2 separate regions of the Cyprinus carpio genome follow, and region 1 is linked to region 2. A link is a contact called in public Hi-C data. All regions are on one chromosome and are shown on one strand. Each heading gives the region's core, a stretch centred on a gene start, on an enhancer-like site or on the middle of the called end of the contact. The rest is flanking DNA. Distances are from core to core; before and after follow the strand shown. Region 1 holds the start of LOC109091392 (serine/threonine-protein kinase Kist-like). Region 2 overlaps LOC109091394 (discoidin domain-containing receptor 2-like).

Region 1 (7,514 bases), core at 492-2,991, 52 kb after region 2:
TATTTCTTAGCAACGTTTGTTTCTGGTCAAGAAAAACGTATAAGAATTACTATCACATTTGGGTTATATTATTAAATGAAACATAATCTGTTATGCTTTTGCAATTGTTTAAAATGTCATTGTGCATAAATTCCTCTGTCTGTCCACTTGGTCAGACTGGGAAACCAACTTGCTGACCAGCTAAACTCCAACTTGGCTAGGTTGAGAAACCCACTTAAACAAGCAAAGAACCTTAGGTGGTTTCTTTTAGGTAAGGCAAAATACTGTGTGAGATGGAGTCCTATGAAACAATATCTGAACTCACCCTCTTCTTCCCATTCTTTGAGACATTCACGATCGCGGGTTACACTTCCCAAAACTTCTCGGGGCACCGGCTCCATCCTGGTGTCCACCTTCTCCTGCGAGTTCTGCCCAGATGTCTTCATGGCAGTTTTAAAGAAGTTATTGATCTCCATGAAGTTCATGCTCTCCAAGTCAACAATCATCTCAGCTTGTTCCTCAGGGCTTAGCTGGTCCCAAAACTGGAGGACATGAGACTGCCCGGCTTCATTGAGTCTCTCAGCCAGTTTGCTGGTGTCCATGGTCTCTCGTTTAGATCTGAATCTGTCAGTGATGGAACGGAGGTGGAAACAAAGTGACACTGATTATCTAAGAGCCTTACAAACTCCTGGCAGATCTACCCGTCTTATCCCGCCCATAAATTGATAACTACTCTGTGTACGTGCTCAGTCAAATAAACTCGAGGGAAACTAAGTCTAAGGTCAGGTGTGTGTGATCTTTACCTTTACTCAAAGATCATAATTTTTGATTGGCTGGAGCACAATATAAACTATTACTGGCCATCTGAAAGCCTACTGAACAGTAATCAAGTTTGATAAAAGTCTGACACTCCTGATTAAAGATCACACCTGCTCATTAATTATTTTTTAAATACGTCTTGTGCCTGTTGTTCAACAACAATGAATGAAAACACCTGGTTTATTAAAAATAAGATATCAATATTTGTCATAGTCATTCATAAAAAGAAATATTATAGCATCTAGAATTACCCATAACTAGCCCACATTTGCCCACAAACTCAAGTCGATAGACCGCCTTCTTGACAACAGTACAGCTCTCCGCGGCACCAAACCTTGAGAAATGTTTTGTGATGGTAGAATTAACAACATCATAATATTCTTACCTTTCGAGGAGCTGCTGAACACTTAATACTTCCCTCTCATCAGTGACACTAAAGACACGGTTACATCTCCTGAGAGATCCGCCTTCACTGTCCGAGATCCTCCTCCGACATCCGTCAGACTGACGTGGCACGACAAACACGGAAACACCAAAACCGCGCTACTTTTCCACACTCATGTTCCGGCAAACCCCACCTCCTTCGGACGAATGGGCGGGTCTAACTGCCACAATGCAGTCCGTGAATAGACAGACGAGCTGTCATTCATATAGTCATAGCCAACAGATTTCAGGTCAAGCGCGGGACTTGCTGGACAAGAAATAAAAGCGCAGCAGAATTATTAGACTTTATTCTTTTAGTCTGTTCAGAAATTGCCCAATACCTGGAGTGAATAACCTACTTTTTTCTGTTGGAGTTTTAATTTTGAAGGCACATTCTGGAGAGCCAAGTGTAACAATAGTCAAAATAATAATTAAATATTTTTTGGGAATATTTAATTAATTAAAAATACTGATTAATTTACAGATTATAATTATACTTTGCCTCACTGTAGAAAACTCCACTTTAAATTACAATGTCGTCATTTCCGGTATCATGGCCACCAAAACAGTGGCAGGACTTTGTCAGCTCGGTCCAAAACTGGGTTTCATGGATCCGCGGTGTCTTTGAGGCGCCAGCTACTATGGTGCGGCACTTCGCACCAATTTGTGCGTTTGCGTTAAAATATGGCATTTGAATCCATGTTCGTCAGCAGTTGGTAGTTAGCTGTAAACTTGGCTTGCAGGAAAGCACTATGCAAAGATCACTTTAGCAAAAAAAAAAAAGTTTCTGCAAAGGGCAACTAATGGAGCATACACTACTTATTATAAACCTGATAGTATTTAACTCCGATTATTACTGATATTACTCATGGCTTGTAGTTCTGGCTCCAATACAAAAATGTCCAATCCAAATGTCAGCACACCGGCGATGGCGGTGACACCAGACGCCGTGGATCAGAAGACAAGCCCGGTGGTATTTGAGATTTACGGAAAGATCTGGAGCGTGCAGGCTCGTCTGGGGCAGGGCGTCTCGGCCTCGGTGTACCGGGTGAACTCCGGCCGGGCGAGTTCTGCAGTGAAGGAGTTTCAGGTGGACGCACAGGGTGGAGATTACGGGTACCTCAAGGAAAGCTCTGTGCTGGAGAAGATTCAGGGACATAAAAATATAGGTAAACCATACAGGGGTCAAGACAAGCTAACAAACATAGATTTAAACCAGTGCTTCTCAACCGGGGGGGCCAGGGACCACTCTGCAAACTTTCTTGGGGCCCCAATAAGACTTAAAATTATTTACAATTTTGTTCTATTAGCATAATTTTAATTAAAATACTAAAAAAGAGAGATGTACAACGTAAAATGTTAACTTTATTTTAATTACAAAATAACATCAGTAAAGGTACAAATCAGCTTAGATATTGGGTCCTTTTAATATTCACTTGGACAAGGGGGGCCTTGTGGTCAAAAGAGTTGAGAACCAATGATTTAAACAGCTCTATGTGTCATTTAATTGGTATTAAAATCATGCAAAATGTCATTATTTTGATTCTGTTTAATCTAGAAAGAATTCAGAAGTACACTGGCATTGCAAATGTAAAATTGCTGCTCAATTTAATATAGTGATCATAATTCCTGGAGATCCAACTGCTGTTCCAGCATTGTAACGTTGGTATTTTCGTTGGGTAACGTTTGTATTTTCTCTCTTGTCTGGTGTTTATTCTTATGTCTCTCTAGTGACGCTGTATGGAATGTTCACCAATCACAACCCATTTGGTGTGGCCACTCATTGCCTTTTGTTGGAGCTTTTGGATGTGAGTGTGTCAGAATTGCTGGTCAGAGTGAGTAATCAGGGGCATTCCATGTGGTTGATTCAGCACTGTGCCCGTGATGTTTTGGAGGCCCTTAGCTTCCTGCACAGGGGAGGTTACGTACATGCTGACCTCAAGCCCCGCAACATTCTCTGGAGCGCTGATGACGAGTGCTTTAAGCTCATTGACTTCGGCCTTAGCTTTAAAGAGGGACACCAGGTGAGGAGTTGATATGGTTTTCCTGAGACACCCTATAATTTTTTGTCTGAATTTATTTACATACACAAGCATAGACTGCTGGTCAAAAAATTTGAGGTCGGTATAATTTCTTTCATGCTTACCAAGTCTTCATATATTAGATCAAAATACAGTAAAACCGTAATAATGTGATTTTTGAATTTAAAATAACTGTTTAATTTCTTATATATATAAGTATTTTATTCCTGTGATGTCAAAGCTGAATTTCCAGCAGTGTTTCATGATCCTTAACAATCATTATAATATGCTGATTTGGTGCTTAAGAAAACATGTTGAAAGCTCATGTTTATGTGGAAACTGTGATACATTTTTAAGGAGTCCTTTAGGAATAAAAAGTTATCATTTATTTAAAGTAGAGAATTCAATTTAATGTAGAGTTTCTTTAAAAAATAAAAACTTGCTGACCTCAAACTTTTAAATGGTAGTGTAGTATTAATGTTCTTCAGTATTCAGATACAGGTTGGAAGTGAGCTTCTTGTCTTTTCTGACTAAGGGTTCTTGTCTGTTCCTTACAGGATGTGAAGTACATCCAGACAGATGGTTACCGGGCACCTGAAGCCGAGCTGCAGAACTCACTGGCCCAGGCAGGTCTAGAGAGTGACTCTGGCTGCACAACTGCTGTGGACCTGTGGAGTCTGGGAATCATTCTTCTAGAGATGTTCTCAGGAATCAAACTGAAGGAAACTGTGAGGTCTCAGGAATGGAAGGTCAGCTGATGCCCAAGCAGCTGTGAAGCTGTACTCCTGAATTTGAACTTAAATCTTAAATGTTATTTAGTGTAATAACAATTTGCGTCAACATTTTCTCTGAGTAACTGTTCCTCATGTTATTTTGGCCTTGTGTTGTGTCTCTACAGGATAACAGTTCTGCAATAGTAGACCATATCTTTTCAAGCAATGCTGTGGTTTACCCGGCTATCCCTGTTTTTCATTTGAGAGATCTGATCAAAAGGTAGGAAGTAATCTAAGCGGTGTACTAGTGTGTTCTTTAGACATAATTAAAACAAGTAATATATGTCTGTACATTTCCAGTATGCTTCACAATGACCCTAAACTGAGAAGCACAGCTGAGTCAGCATTAATCAACCCTTTCTTCAGCATTCCCTTTGGTTTGTATGACTTAAACATTGTCTGCATCGCCCAGTTTGGTGTAACACTGTGTGAGTGAGGAACTGCTTTGGGTTTTAGCACCTCATATTGAAGATTTGGTTCTTTTGCCTACACCTGTCTTGAGACTTCTAAACGTAATAGACGACAACCACCTGTATAATGAGGATGAGTATGAAGGTGAGTCTTTGTCTTTACATTTCCTTTATAGTAAATATATTTTCTCTGTGGTTTATTTATTTAGTAGATCTCAAAGTCACATTTATTTCTTGGTCTTCTTAGATATAATAGAGGACATGAAAGAAGAATGTCAGAAGTATGGCACGGTTGTATCGTTACTGATCCCAAAAGAGAATCCTGGCAAGGGACAGGTGTGGAAAATGGAATTTCAGTAGTGAATGTGAATTATTCTAGATATTCTCTTCACCTAATAATTGGAAGAAGAGATTTTATATCCCAGTGGTGCTATTCTGGTAAAATAAAGGAGACATAAAATTTAATTGTATAGAAAGTGTTTTATGTTAATCTCTATAAACATATCCTTATCTAGTAACTACAAACGGCTCAAAGCCATGGAAATGTATTGTTCCAAAAATGCGGGAACTCTGACAATAACAATTTCTGGTTTATTTGAAAGGTTGACATGATTAAAAGTAATGATAACTTGCAGTTCATTATGTGAGCCTGATGTTAATTTGGGAAAAATTCAGCCAAATTAAGTGGGCTCATTCTGTGATGTATTCATTAAATTGATTCAGACCGATAACTAGTGAGTCTTTTTGACAAATTCATATAAAGAAACTCATAAGAGTTCATTCTTTTTTTAATTAGACAACACTGGTCACACTGTATGTATGTTGTCAAGAGAATGGAATAAAAAGACTTATTCTTTTATTGTACCACTCAATTATATATATATACAGGTGCTGGTCATATAATTAGAATATCATCAAAAAGTTGATTTATTTCATTAATTTCATTCAAAAAGTGAAACTTGTATATTATATTCATTCATTACACACAGACTGATATATTTCAAATGTTTATTTCTTTTAATTTTTATGATTATAACTGACAACTAAGGAAAATCCCAAATTTAGTATCTCAGAAAATTAGAATATAAATTAAGACCAATACTAACAAATTATTTTTAGAAATCTTGGCCAACTAAAAAGTATAAAAATGAAAAGTATGAGCATGTACAGCACTCGATACTTAGTTGGGGCTCCTTTTGCCTGAATTACTGCAGCAATGCAGCGTGGCATGGAGTCGATCAGTCTGTGGCACTGCTCAGGTGTTATGAGAGCCCAGGTTGCTCTGATAGTGGCCTTCAGCTCTTCTGCATTCTTGGGTCTGGCATATCGCATCTTCCTCTTCACAATACCCCATAGATTTTCTATGGGGTTAAGGTCAGGTGAGTTTGCTGGCCAATTAAGAACAGGGATACCATGGTCCTTAAACCAGGTACTGGTAGCTTTGGCACTGTGTGCTGGGGCCAAGTCCTGTTGGAAAATGAAATCTGCATCTCCATAAAGTTGGTCAGCAGCAGGAAGCATGAAGTGCTCTAAAACTTCCTGGTATACGGCTGCGTTGACCTTGGACCTCAGAAAACACAGTGGACCAACACCAGCAGATGACATGGCATCGAAAACCATCACTGACTGTGGAAACTTTACACTGGACCTAAGAAACGTGGATTGTGTGCCTCTCCTCTCCAGACTCTGGGACCCTGATATCCAAAAGAAATGCAAAATTTACTTTCATCAGAGCACATAACTTTGGACTACTCAGCAGCAGTCCAGTCCTTTTTGAAGCGAGACGCTTCTGACGCTGTCTGTTGTTCAAGGGTGGCTTGACACAAGGAATACAACAGCTGAAACCCATGTCTTGCATGCATCTTTGTGTAGTGGTTCTTGAAGCACTTACTCCAGCTGCAGTCCACTCTTTGTGAATCTCCCCCACATTTTTGAATGGATTTTGTTTCACAGTCCTCTCCAGGGTGCAGTTATCCCTATTGCTTGTACACTTTTTTTCTACCACATCTTTTCCTTCCCTTCGCCTCTCTATTAATGTGCTTGGACACAGAGCTCTGTGAACAGCCAGCCTCTTTTGCAATGACCTTTTGTGTCTTGCCTTCCTTGTGCAAGGTGTCAATGGTCGTCTTTTGGACAACTGTCAATTCAGCAGTCTTCCCCATGATTGTGTAACCTACAGAACTAGACTGAGAGACCATTTAAAGGTTTTGCAGGTGTTTTGAGTTAATTAACTGATTAGAGTGTGGCACCAGGTGTCTTCAATATTGAACCTTTTCACAATATTCTAATTTTCTGAGATACTGAATTTGGGATTTTCCTTAGTTGGCAGTTATAAACATCAAAATTAAAAGAAATAAACATTTGAAATATATCAGTATGTGTGTAATTAATAAATATAATATACAAGTTTCACTTTTTGAATGGAATTAGTGAAATAAATCAACTTTTTGATGATATTCTAATTATATGACCAGCACCTGTATATATGTGTGTGTGTATATGTTTTAAATACTATATTAATATAATTAAATGAAAATCCTGTTTGGAAGCTCACAAAAAATAATGTATTTTTCTTATGATGTGGTTGATCCAGAAGCAGCAAAATAGTGCAGCAGGAGTCAATTCCACCTCCTAGTGGATAGAAAGACAATAATTCAGCGTGTAATGCGCTGTATTCTTTCTCCGGTTCTGAATATTCATCATTCGTCTTGTCTTGGCAGGTGTTTGTGGAGTATGCAAATGCTGGAGACTCCAAAGAAGCCCAGAGACTGCTGACAGGCCGAACGTTTGATGGCAAGTTTGTGGTCACTACGTTTTATCCACTGAGTGCCTATAAGAGAGGTTACTTATACCAAACTGTGCAGTAAGGCTGCACACACACCTTCATACAAAAGATGTAAATTACAATCATGTGACTGGTTTTAAACCCTCGATCTGTGTATTAATCTGTTGTGCTACCTTTAATATTTACTGGTGTTACTAAGAGCAACAACATTGTGAATATAGGCACACATGCAGTTTAACTTGAGTGTAACAGAAGAAAAGTTTTAGTGCCTGCTTCCTACTTCCTTTTTTTTACTAAGTGATCA
Region 2 (6,952 bases), core at 3,599-6,098:
CTATAGAAGTGAATGGGAGATTTAAAAAAAAAAAAAAAACAGAGAGAGACTGATAATGGCAGTCATAAGAGAGAAGATGTCAAATTTACCGTCACTCCCATAGACACTGTATTAGAAACACCCTCGCATTAGCGTTAACTATTTTTCTGTAATTTGATGCAAAGGTAGTATAATACAAAGTGTAGTGTTATTCATGTACATACATCATAGTCTTGTGAAAAGGGTCTATTGCATAAAAGTACTTTTTGTAAATAAAAAGCTAAAATCATAAGTGAAGAACATGATGTGGTTTATAGCAATGCTAGATTATCATAATCGTTTCATATAAAGTGTTTCTAAAGATCTTCATGAGGTGTTTATCTATTCCATAGATAACATTTCAAGATGGAAATGTGTTATAAGGCAATAGAATGCATGAGGTTTGGTGTCCATATTTAGTTTTTTGTTTTGATATCTAGATCCTCATCTCTCAGTTTCTTCCGCACTGTATCCTCAAGTTCTAATAACTTCACATAGAGGGCCTCTGACATATTTTCATCAATATCCATCTGAAAACACACAAAAAGCAGTTAAACTATGGTGAGTATCAGTAATGAATAGTTCAACAGCTGAGAAACATTAAAGTCCATGCATTCCCTTGCAGAACTAACCAAATCACAAAGCATATAAACCCTACAGACTATAATCTGCTATATAAAATTGGATTTAAAATAGACTAAGACAGGCATGAAAAATAGATGAGTGAGGGAACCTGACTGTCAGTTCTGACCTTGTGTGGCTGAGTGTAATTGTTTCCAAGCCCAGAGGTCAAACTGTGGTATTTGGCCATCGGGTCCAGTGACTCAGGTTTCTGCATGAACAGCCAAAACTGGGTAATAAAAAAACAATAGATGAAAACTGAGACTAGGAGAAATCAATGAGGCCCAGTCATTTCTCCAAATGACATGCAATACTAAGCTTCAAAAGCTATTAGAATCAAAGCGGTTTCACATCTTGACTTAATTTTTCCATTCCTTGTACTAAGAAACATTTACTGTTTCACTATCAAACAATTCAGTAGTTCTGCGAAGTGATTCAATAAACTGTAATAATTATTCATGGTTAAACTTGATGATGCTATGAACATTTGTGGTAGTGATGGTACTTACCAAAGCTTCTGCTCCATTGTAAGGTGAGAGGGTAAAAGTGTTGGTGAATATCCTTCTCTGATGATATAGGACAGGACATTAACACAATGTTAGATTTGGGTGACTTTCCTATTATTGTGTTGATATACAAAAAGTAAAGTAAATTGAGGACCTACAAGCCACATTACTGGCAAGATGAGAGCCAAGAAGAATGATGGTAGAATGCCATAGGTGAGGTTAGTCATGACCAGACCAGGACAGATCACTGATGAAAACAAACCCTGTTAACAGATGACTAGTATCCATGACAAATTCACAATTATGATAATCATAATAATTATGGTATAAAACAAGTCATGCAGTAACCATTTTCTCTAGGGAACTGTGAACTCACCCGGTTGTTGTAGTGACGGTTTAGGGCTAAGCTCAGTAGATCAGATGCATATTTCGAGGAGCTATAGGGCTCACGGCCTTTCTGATGCTGTATGTCATCTAGACTAAAAGCAGATCGCTGGGCTTTATTGGAGGATCTCCAGATCACTAGAGAATTGTGGTCTATCTGACACAGTAAGGGCTCCAGTTCTTTCACCTGTCGCAGAAGCAAAAAAATGCAGTTAGATCCAGGAATACACCGCCTAATTTCTGCACCATTTAAAGTGCTAAAAAGAATTACAAAAATACTGTTTCCGTCTACCATTGTTTGGCTACACTGGTAATCCTGCCCTAAACTATCACTATTAGTTCAGCCATAAAAAATGACAACACGACAAGGAACAACACTCTGGGAACATAGCGGACAAACGAAACTGGCTAAAAAAATATATAAATTATGAATAGGTAAATTTATCATTCAAAATTTTGGGGTCGGGAAGTTTTTTGTGACATTTTATCACAATTTAAAATAACTGTTTTCTGTATTAATATATTTTAAAGTGTAATTTATATCAGGTTGAATTTTCAGCAGCCATTACTCCAGACAGTCACATGATTCTTCAGAAATCATTCAGAAAATATTCTGATTTGATGATCAAGAAACATAATCATTTTATTATCAATGCTGAAAACAGTTGTGTCACTTATGTATTTATTTATTTATTTATTATTTTGGAAAATGTGATTATGTTTTTTCTGGATTCTTTGATGTATAGAAAGTTCAAAAGAATTGTATTTTCTGAACAACATAGCATTATAATTATCCAAATAAACCATAAATAAACCAATCCAAACTATCACCAACCAATCCAAACCCCCCCACCAAAAAAAAAAATCTTACATTTTAATAAAAATAATTTAAGTGTGTGGTGTGAGAGAGAAGCAGAGGACAACTTGACTAGAAATACAAGCCTCTCTCCTCCTCACTCGGTGCTGTCCCAACAGAAAATCGATAAGTCTCATCTGGTCAACTAACTTTAATGTCTGAGCCACTTGAGCCACAATAACATGACTGTATAAAGAAGCATCAGGAAAGAACAGTGCTGCCCGACTTCCAGCACTGATGACCAAATGCCTTAGTGCAAAAGAATGAGCTCTTCAATAAGCAAACGGCAACACTTTACAAAGAAGCACAGGGCTGCAATTTGAGGACTCAAAATAACTTCAGCACTACAGACTTTCAGATGAATTATTGATTGAGACAGCTGCCAGAGAGCAAGTAGTTGACAACAGTGAAATGAATCCTGTGGCATTTATGGGTGAAATACTGTTCTAGGAGATCTTTTTGAGGAAGATGATTTTTTTGATAGTGTTGCATGAAAACGATAGAAATACTGTCAAAATGTAATGTGTTCTACCACAGCTACGTAAATAACTGGATATAAATAACAGTAAAAAACACTAGTTTGTTATTAAGTTGTTGTTTATTTTTATGTGTGGTCACAGAAACACATTTGTTATTTCTAATCCATCAACTTACCAGAAGGAAATGACCAAAAAGATTAGTGGAAAACACTTCCTGCAAACCAATGGGTGTGACCTTATCTCCCTGGGTCAGAATACCCTCCCCCGTGGCAAACATGCAAACCACATTACTGATGGGTAAAAAAATATAGAACAATGAATTATAATCGAATCACTATATTCTATGCTATACTATACATGTGTGTGTATATACATACATATAAAACCATATATGCTGATTAGGTGCACAAGAAACATTTCTTATTATCATCAATGTTGAAAACAGTTGTACTGGGTAATATTTTTTTTTTGGGATACTTTAATGAATATAATGTTCAAAAGACCAGGATTCAACTGACACAGTAACATTATATATGTCTCTACTGTCATTTTTGATTAATTTAATGCATCTTTGCTGAATAAATTCATTAATATTTAAAAACTTTTAAACATGCAGTGTATACAGAAAGAAATACTGTACCTAGAAAACAGGCCTTTATAAAAGGCTTTGTGATCTACTCTGGGATTAGGCATGATTCCAGCATTGAGATACAGATAGTCCAATCTGTTGTACCTGTTCAAAAAAAAAAAGTTTTTACAAATGTGCAAGTTAAATCACTTTTTAATGTTCATTCAACATTATATTACATACAATGTTTATTTAGCATTATACTTTAAACAGATCTGGGGCTTTAAATGTGCCGGTCACATCAAACCAAGTTCACAGTGTCTAGTGACTCCTAATCTGCTCCTAACTTTCTATAAATACATGAAAGGAATTCAAAAGTACTCACATTATTCATTACATATAAGTGCAGTTTCCAGGTTCTGGCATGGATACTACAGAAGTGAAAGTTCTACAGCCCATGCTTACTAACTGTGGTGGTGTACTAATTTTTAATATGCCCAATTAGATTTCAGAAAAAAATTGATTTCAGAACTACAGTGAAGTGCAGGATTTTTTTTTGTCAACAGCAACTTACATTTTAGTCTGTTCCTCACATAAAACTATGATATGGCTTCAAAAGATTTGGAATATAGTGTAGAGTCATGTGGATTACTTTTATGGTGCTTTTTAGAGCTTGACATCTCACTGCAACTACATGAAAGGCATAAAGTCCACTAAAATTAGTGTATTTTGGTAAACAGGGACTGGGATGTCTTACATCTGCTTGAACTCCTCAGCAGCTCTGAGCACAGAGCGCATGTTGCCCACATCTAAGTGCAGCAGAGTAGCTTGAGCTGTTGGGTGAGACACTAGAAGAGCCTGTCGGGCAGCCTCAGCTCTCTGCATGTTCCTGCAGGCCAGACAGAGCTGCAGCTGGGCATCCTGGCTTACACAGGGCAAGGCCAATACCACTGAATGCGCAATACACACACACGCATGCAAACAGGGTTATATGGAGTGAGCATTAACATGCAGAGAAAAAGAGACATTGTGCAGCATGTTTTCTCTACTAACTTACTGGTTAAGAACGCATTTGAAGAATACATAATATAAACAAATTAATCCTAATTTCTTTCTTTCTAAGATGTATTTTTGTTGTTTTAAAACAAAAACATTATTGAAAAATAATCTAAAAGTTGTCACTACGATGATAACAGAATGACGTTTAAAACAGTGATGTCTAACGTTAGCTATAACAGTGACGCGAAACTACAAAGACTACAATTAGACACACAGTTTGGTTACCTGTTTGCACCGGTTACCAACACTACTTTCTTCATCCTATCTTTACATTCATGCAATATATGATATGCTACCTGTGATACTGTATTTTTCCTTCGCAACCGTTTCTAACGTGGTATTTCACCAGTGTCTGGAGTTTGTACAGCCGCCATATTGTGATTGGAGGTCACGCTTCTATCGGCCAATCAGCTGTTTCCTTTCTGTGACGTGACATAAAAAAAGTAAAAAAATATAAAGTCATGCAATAGTAGAAAATTATTGTCAGAAACCCATTTTTAAGATTCAGTTCATATTTATTCGACAGAAAACCAATGCACAATGAAAAGAACGATTTAAAAAGCAAATATTAGAGTACACACGTTAAAATGAATGTCTTGATACATTCTAAGCTGTACACAAATGTCCAATTCACTTATGAATTCAAACAACAAACACACGTTTTATTACTGTGTAAGTATGAAATCCGTAGTTTTGTTATTATAAAATGTCTAGACAACAAGTTTAAAGGTTCATCAATTTATTATTTTATGTACAGTTTCCTAACATAGCTATACAATAGGCTGATAATGGAAAATTAGGACTTATTAAAAATACAGCACGAAGCTTAGGTTAGAAAGGATAAGCATGACTTTAAGGAAATTTTGCTATGAATAAAAAAAAAATCCAGTTTTTCCATGCATTGTGATATGCCATTTTCAATGTACAGAATATGAAAACTGTTCATCACAAAGATGTTTTATGAAGTGGAATGTTTTTGTAAACAAACTCAAAGCCTCAGAAAGGGCTGTTCCTGTTTTATATCGTTTATGGTTTGAAGAAGGAACATTTAATGTAACAGTGCAGAATATAAAGCAACTTCATCAGTCATGTCAAGAATGCTAAAAATAATTTATACTTATAGCTAAAATACTTTCAAACCCACAACCAAAACACTTCTTATAGACTGTTAAAAATCTTAACCAACCCCGAAAGGTGCACACATTTTCAAAAATATGGTCATATTAATCACAAAACAGATTTCCGAGCCTCCCATTTGCAGCACTTTTCACATGCCAAAACATATCACGACTTACTGTAAACCATCATAGTGCATCTGTTCAATACAAATCCAGTATTTATCCCACACTTTAGCAATTCGGCACCACCTAGAATATACTGTACTCTGACATAAAAGAAAAACAAATAGCTTTAAAATACGCTTATTTCAATATTTTCTACAAATAAACAAAATTAGCTGGTGAAAACAAATGTACTTACTACCCCATTCAGCCTAATTTGAGATAAGATGAAAACATAGGACAAATGCAATGAAAACGTGAAATTAGCATTTAGTAACATATCTGATTTCATCCAACTTCATGCAAATATTGTAAGACGCTTCTGTAAAAGAATTATGGCTTTTCATAGCTCATTATGCTGAAATGTCTGTTTCTTGATGCAAAAGTTGTTTTAAGCAGAAGAAAAATAAGAGCACAAATGAAATGGACTTAAATAACCATTATCACCATACCAAGATTCTTCAAACAATATAACATAAAGAAAAGCAAAACACTTACATAATGCAGTACGCTTAAATATAAACACAATATATAGGTAGTTGCAGGAAAACACTAATATATGTTTTTACATTTACAATTTTAAGTACATTTTTCTGATTTTGAATTTGAAATTCTGTGACAACCAGATAAATTGGCTTTCTGTTAATCCTCTTGTTTGAAAGTGGTCTTTGCAGTTTACTACAAAGAAAAAATTAAATATGTCAAATAACAAAATACTTTAGCATTTTCGATAAATGAGATGAAATTATACACAAACGTCAAGAGACATCAAGATAAAACCAAAGGTGAATCTGAATGTCAATTAATGATTCTTATTTACATTCAAGCTGTCTTCGGCCTCAAAATACTGAAAACAACATTAAATTGGACATAATTAAAGGCGCATTAGTAGCCAATACCTTGTTTTTTGGCATTTCCTCTTTCTATTCAGAAATATTCTTATAGATATTTTAGAATATTTAGAGTTATTTGAAGAAAAAACACAGTGTGTAAAATACAATTATTCTGTGTTAAAGGTGCCTAAATTCATTGCTACATTTTCTTTGGCCTAGTGCTGCCCAGGTATTGTAAGACAGCCGAAGGCACTTAGTTAGGGGGCGTTATTCAATCATACAATATATATCAGTTTGCCTTTGCACACTCACAGTGAAAATTGCTACAGAAAAATGATAGACTCTGAT

What was found. Hi-C and Micro-C count contacts between places; a contact is called where the count stands out from the background.
Region 1: a contact with region 2 is called in a Hi-C map of liver, with 3 times the contacts expected there. The contact joins the promoter of LOC109091392 here to the enhancer-like site in region 2. A contact is called at or near these places in 3 of 8 Hi-C or Micro-C datasets (liver and skeletal muscle).

Annotation. Positions count from the first base shown.
Region 1 is chrA6:22,051,769-22,059,282 of ASM1834038v1, forward strand. It overlaps LOC109091392 (serine/threonine-protein kinase Kist-like), which reads left to right and starts at 1,742. Exons shown (of 9, transcript XM_019105148.2): 1 at 1,742-2,390; 2 at 2,953-3,245; 3 at 3,800-3,991; 4 at 4,141-4,235; 5 at 4,316-4,392; 6 at 4,472-4,570; 7 at 4,673-4,761; 8 at 7,146-7,218. The coding sequence starts at 2,090. It overlaps LOC109091041 (UDP-N-acetylhexosamine pyrophosphorylase-like), which reads right to left and starts at 1,337. Exons shown (of 10, transcript XM_042758458.1): 1 at 1,184-1,337; 2 at 305-603. The coding sequence starts at 581.
Region 2 is chrA6:21,996,438-22,003,389 of ASM1834038v1, forward strand. It overlaps LOC109091394 (discoidin domain-containing receptor 2-like), which reads right to left. Exons shown (of 16, transcript XM_042758455.1): 16 at 4,986-6,952. It also overlaps the pseudogene LOC109091396. Among protein-coding and RNA genes, the nearest start is that of LOC109091395, 7.7 kb to the left of the region's middle. Within about 2 kb of position 4,849, at least 5 of the 8 cell types and tissues checked have an H3K27ac peak or open chromatin away from gene starts, as enhancers often do. A contact at or near this core is called in liver, where this site is marked.